Regions from separate parts of the Sus scrofa genome. Here region 1 is linked to region 2. The links are chromatin contacts, called in public HiChIP or PLAC-seq maps. All regions are on one chromosome and are shown on one strand. Each heading gives the region's core, a stretch centred on a gene start, on an enhancer-like site or on the middle of the called end of the contact. The rest is flanking DNA. Distances are from core to core; before and after follow the strand shown.

Evidence for each region. HiChIP or PLAC-seq counts read pairs in DNA pulled down with a chosen protein or histone mark.
Region 1: a contact with region 2 is called in an H3K27ac HiChIP or PLAC-seq map of alveolar macrophages. The contact joins the promoter of LOC100525396 here to the promoter of PPBP in region 2. A contact is called at or near these places in 1 of 47 Hi-C or Micro-C datasets (epiblast stem cells) and 1 of 2 datasets of contacts at active chromatin or transcription factors (alveolar macrophages).

The regions. Positions count from the first base shown.
Region 1 is chr8:70,053,142-70,056,083 of Sscrofa11.1, forward strand. It overlaps LOC100525396 (growth-regulated protein homolog gamma-like), which reads left to right and starts at 1,655. Exons shown (of 4, transcript XM_003126166.6): 1 at 1,655-1,917; 2 at 2,013-2,139; 3 at 2,249-2,332. The coding sequence starts at 1,818.
Region 2 is chr8:70,019,813-70,022,752 of Sscrofa11.1, forward strand. It overlaps PPBP (pro-platelet basic protein), which reads left to right and starts at 1,656. Exons shown (of 3, transcript NM_213862.2): 1 at 1,656-1,894; 2 at 2,177-2,312; 3 at 2,442-2,678. The coding sequence starts at 1,774. The coding sequence ends at 2,544.

The sequences.
Region 1 (2,942 bases), core at 405-2,904, 33 kb after region 2:
AGGTGAAGAGTCTTTAATTCAAACTCCCTAATAGATGAGATGATTGATAGTAAGACTACAAAGTAAATCAATGATAGATCTCAAAAGTAAAAACAAACAAAACCACACCACCACCCAAATCCCAGATACATGTGTCTCCTAGTAGAGTGGAGCAGTGCCTTCCTTTCAGAAAGTCTGACCCAGAAATTTTTAAATGTGCAAAGAAAAATTGGGGAGTGAATCTTCCCGTTACCTTTTTGTTTGTTTCTTTATAGGAAGAGTCACAACAGGTAGAGTTTCTGTTTAGGCAATGTTGGAAAAAGCTATTTCTATTTTGTCTATTCTACAAACATCTACACAGCATTTAATCTCTACTGACTCTCACACAAGTTGAGTCATTTCTCATAACCATCTGTGAGGAGGCAGAGAACCCTTTACAACTTGCTGGTGATAGGCGGCAACTGGCAACTAAATGCACGAAGCTCTGCTCTATGCCAGGTGGCCTGAATGGTGGAATGGCACACAGCTTCCGTACCACGGAGCTGGGCTGCCCAGAGCCCTGTCCAGAGACACCCATCTCTGGGCCAGAGGCCATTTCTTTCTCCTCTCCCAACTCCCATCATTTTCCCCATCTCCAAGAGGTCTGACTCCCACCTGGAGAATTACACTTAAGCCCTCTACACTTAATGCTGAGTCAAGGCATGTTCTCTAAAACTTCTGGTGAAAAAAAAAGTAAAGGCATCAGGTTAAAAGACTGAAATTCCTGGTCAGAAAAAAAGTTTCCAGAAAAAGGAGGACCGATCTATACGGAGGGGTCCCCTTCAGTGAATGAAACAGGCTTTTGAGTTTCCTGCTTCATCTTCACACATCTGGAGTAAGGGCGCTATGCAGCAGCTACACCCCTTCAAGTGTCCACATGCTATTCTGTCCAAGGACAGAACCAGAACAGGTGACCGGGCTAGCCTGCCCGCAGGTTCCAGAGTGACCACCAGTCTCCCATTTGTAGATCAGCTCTGGAATTTCATACATGGAAAAGGAGATCTGCAAGGAATTTTGGAAGAGGGAAGAAAGAAGTTCACAGGACACAAAAGACATGGCATGGTACAGCCCTCAACTTTCACAGAAATGAACCCTGACTTCAACTTTTGACACGATGCCAGTTCCCACGGAATGGAAAACATAACCAGAATACTCCAGGCGTGATTTGAGAATATACAACATGAGGAACGAGCTGAACATTCTTCTCGAGAATCGAGATGTCAGCTGTATTTTTGACAGAATATTCCGTCCACATGTATGAAATAGGCAAAATGGAAACAGATATATAGATATTGTATCTGTATGTGTGTGTGTGTTATATTTACATGATAAAATAATCACATATACTCGTTTACTCCTCCTTAATTTCTTCCGGTTTGATAACTAAGAACAGAAGTCTTTCCTTCTAAAACTGTCTTGCCATCCCTGTGCGGGGTCTCAAGGAGCGATTTCCTCTCCCCGTCCGGTGGCCAGAGGTGGCCAAGCGCCCAAGGTCCCCTTCCCCGCGCAGGATGTAGCCCCCGCGTGCCGGCGACTCACTCCCGCTGTGGGATTTGAGCACAAAGATGACACCGTGAGTGCGCGGATTAGCAGATTACGCGGGAGGCGGGCGGGGCGGCGCCTTCCTTCCGGACCCAGGAACGACCCGCGCATCAGGGAATTTCCCTGGCCCGGGGCTGCTAGCTCCAGTCCCATCAGGATAAAAGGGGTTCGCTCCGCTCAGAGAGCCACAGAACCCGCTCCACCAGCACTCTCTCCAGCCCTCCCGCCGCAGACACCCACCCTCCGAGCTAAGCCCCATGGCCAGCGCCGCGATCGCCGCCTCCCCCTGCGCCCCGCGCTTCCTCCGCGCTGCGCTGCTGCTCCTGCTCCTAGTGGCTGCCGGCCGGCGCACAGCAGGTGAGACTCGGCGCCTGGCATCCCCAGGCCGGACCCGGGGGCGGGGGGGGGGTGCTCATCGGGGAACACCCCAATAACCAAGTCTGTTGTTCCAGCAGGGGCCCCCGTGGGCGGCGAACTGCGCTGCCAGTGCCTGCAGACCGTGCAAGGAATTCACCTCAAGAACATCCAGAACCTGAAGGTGACATCCCCGGGACCCCACTGTGACCAAACGGAAGTCATGTAAGTTTCCCTGCCCGCCGCTGTCCTCGTCACCCCCAGCGTCCCAAAGCCCCACCCTGACCCCCAGCCCGACCTCCTGCCTCACATGGATTCTCCCTGCTCTCTGCAGAGCCACTCTCAAGAATGGTCAGGAAGTTTGTCTCAACCCCGCAGCCCCCATGGTGAAGAAAATCATCGAGAAGATGCTAAACAAGTGAGTTATAGTTTTTATTCACTCGTGTGAGTAGAGTCATTCTGTCTCCTGCAAATTATACCAGAGAAACCCACGATTTAGGTGCAGGACTGAAAATCATGATTATTTCACCATTCAATTTGCTATTAAGGTCATTAATCTGCTCTGGTGTCAGAAGGATATTTCCAGTGCCTCCCCCCCTGGCTCCTGACTCTATCCCCATTCAAATAAATGTGGATTAAGCTGCTTTCATGAAAATATTCACTAGTGTTGGACAGTCATGCTAAAAAGCTTTCTATTTTAACAAACAACAAAAACAACAACAAAAATAGGCATTCTCCCCACCCCAGTTCTTTCTGGAACACATACATTAAAAGCAGAACTGGTTTTCTGCAACATCGACCCTCAAGTTCAGTGATGAAAAGCAAGGACTTTGCAGTGAGTAGGTACTGGGTACAAATGTGCATCCCCACCTATTAGCTGTGTGCCAATGGTTTGGTTTATCTAAGACTTAGTAAAACAAGGAAAACAATAGTAGTTACTGCATGGGTCCGCTCTGTGTCTTTAAGTGAAACCCAATGTGACAGGCAGAGAGTAAACGTTCTAGCCATTTGTAGCCAATAATAGCCAG
Region 2 (2,940 bases), core at 406-2,905:
CACAACCAAATTTTATATCATTTCCATCCCAAACCTCAGCACATCCCCCCACCCTGTCTCATTTGGAAACCCTAACTTTTTCAAAGTCTGTGAGTCAGTATCTGTTCTGCAAAGAAGTTCATTGTGTCCCTTTTTAAGATTCTGCATGTAAGTGATAGCATTTGCTGTTGGTGGCTCATGGTCTGACTGACTTCACTTAGCATGATAATTTCTAGGTCCGTTCATATTGCTGCAAGTGCTGTTATTTCTTTCCTAAAAGACCTCTATTTGAAGGACCAAAAGCTATATAATAATCTCACTTACATAAAAAAAGGTCTATGTCTGGAATTCCTGCTGTGGTGCAGCAGGTTATAAACCTGTGTGGTTTCTTTGGCAGTGTGGGTTCGATCCCTGGCCTGGAGCAGTGGTATATGTAAGTGGCAGCTGCGGCTCAGATTCGATCCCTGGCTTGGGAATTTCCATATACTGTGGGTGCATTCATTAAGGAAAAAAAAAAAAGTCTGTGTCTATCTCTTTCTATATATGTGTATCTCTATGTATTATGCGTGTGGCTCTATGTAGGCATATATGTGCATATATAAATGCAGCTTGTATAGGAAACTAATGCCACATTGTTACCAGTGGTTACCATCTGGGAGGAGGAGTGTGGAGTAATGAGGAGGAGGAACTTGCTTTATCCCATATATACATCTGCAGGTTATGAATCATTTACAAAGTATACATTCCGCTACCACGTTAGTAATAAAAGGAAAAATAAAGATGCTGGATGGTTTTCTCCAGGGCATACCCAGATGGTAGAAACACATAATTTATTTTATAACACAAACGAGGATGAATTTGCTTCTAGTTTCTGGATAAAATTACAAAGATAATGCATTTGGAAGACAGAAGCCCATAAATGAATATGCAAAGTGAGGTTTTGATGGTAATTGACTCCAATGTTTTTCCACGTACCCCAAATGAATCCTAATACTTGTCAATAACAAGGATGGGGGAGTTCCCATTGTGGCGCAGCAGAAACAAATCTGACTAGAAACTATGAGGTTGCAGGTTCGATCCCTAGCCTCACTCAGTGGGTTAAGGATTCAGCATTGCCGTGAGCTGTGGTGTAGGTCACTGATGCAGCTCAGATCCAGCATTGCTGTGGCATAGGCCAGCAGCTGCAGCTCTGATTCAACCCCTAGCCTGGGAACCTCCATATGCCCCAGCTGTGGCCTTAAGGAGCAAAAAAAAAGAGTAATAATAATTTCCAGGATAGGAACATCTGCTTTCCCTTGGCCACTGGAAAGGGATGATAACTCTCTTTTCCAAGGACCCTATACTTACACTTCAGATACACAGAAAGCATCTATTAGGCCTATACATTGCATTATAGGAAAGGCAGGGCATATTACATAATTATACAAAGAAAATATATGTAATATTTCAGTCGAGTTCTTGCCTAAGTGGAGTGTTAAATATGTGTAAAGGAGATGGGTATTGAGAAAGGAAGAGTGGAAGTGTGCTGTGATGCTTAAAATGAAACTTAGCAGGAATTGGACTTGCCTGGCATTTATCTGGGTTGGGCACAACGTGACCACTCTTACACATATTAAATTACCACACACCCTCACTTCCCCCATCCCTATCCTTTTTCTCCTTACTGGCCTCGAGGGAGTGTGTACAAGAGATATCAGGAGACCGTGAAAAGCCACTTGGCTGCAGACATCCAGGCAGCAATTTACTTACCTTCCTCGCTGGCTCTGAGAACAACTCTGGCTCAGTCTTTCCACCATGAGCCTCAGACTTGGCGCCATCTCCTCCTGTACCACTTCCAGCCCATTTCCTGTCCTCCAGGTATTGCTGCCATTGTCACTGCTCCTGACCACGCTGGTTCCCGCCACCATGGGAGCAGGTAAGAGAAGCTTGGGGAAGGCTGCAGGTGGAGTCTCTGCTTCCATGCAGCTGAGGCTGCTTCTGCTGCAGCTAGGTGTGGGGGGAGGGTCTTCCTGGTGCACCCCAGACTGGAGAAGGCCATTACATGAATAGGAGCTGCATTCAGTGGGCACCTCATATGTGCCAGGAATTCTGCTAGGGTGCTTTCCAGATCACATTCATGATGGCCTTTGGAGAGAGGTACCTATCAACAGATGGGAGCCCTGAGAATCATCTAATAGAATGATCTCTTGTACCCTAGCTAAAATTGAGGGAAGAATGGCGCACGTTGAACTTCGCTGCCTCTGCTTGAATACCGTCTCTGGCATTCATCCCAGTAACATCCAAAGTTTGGAGGTGATCAGGGCAGGAGCTCACTGTGCCAAAGTCGAAGTGATGTAAGTCTTTGTTTCTGAAGTATTGCCTCACTGAGGAAGCTTTCCACCTCTATCCCGCTGCCCCGACACCACAGGATTCCTTCTGCTGGGGGCCAGGTTGCTCACAGATAATTCTATTCTCTCTTGCAGAGCCACGCTGAAGAATGACAAGAAAATCTGCCTGGATCCAGAAGCACCCAGAATCAAGAAAATAGTCCAAAAAATAATGGAAGATGGTGGGTCAGCTGCTTAATCCTTCTCCCTTTCTGCCAAAGTGGTTTAACTCCCAGGAAGGTTAGGAATTTGAAGTCTTGGCTGTCTAGAGTTCTTATTTATCCAGGATACCTAGTCATCCTGTATTAAACGCTGGATATGTTTTCCATTCTGTCTCAAAGAGTCACATTTTATTCTGAAATGGGTGGTTAATAGAGGACAGAGAGAAGATGAAAGTAAGCAAGGCTACTTACAATATGTAATATATGGTTTACTCCCTAACCCTTGGCTAAATGTGGTATTGTGCTTTGCATTTCTTTCTTTAAAAATTTCCCTCCAAGTAAGACAGACAGAGAAAGACCAATATCAAGTCACATTACTACTATGTGGAATCTAATAAAAAATAATACAAAAGAACTTACAAATAGAAACAAAG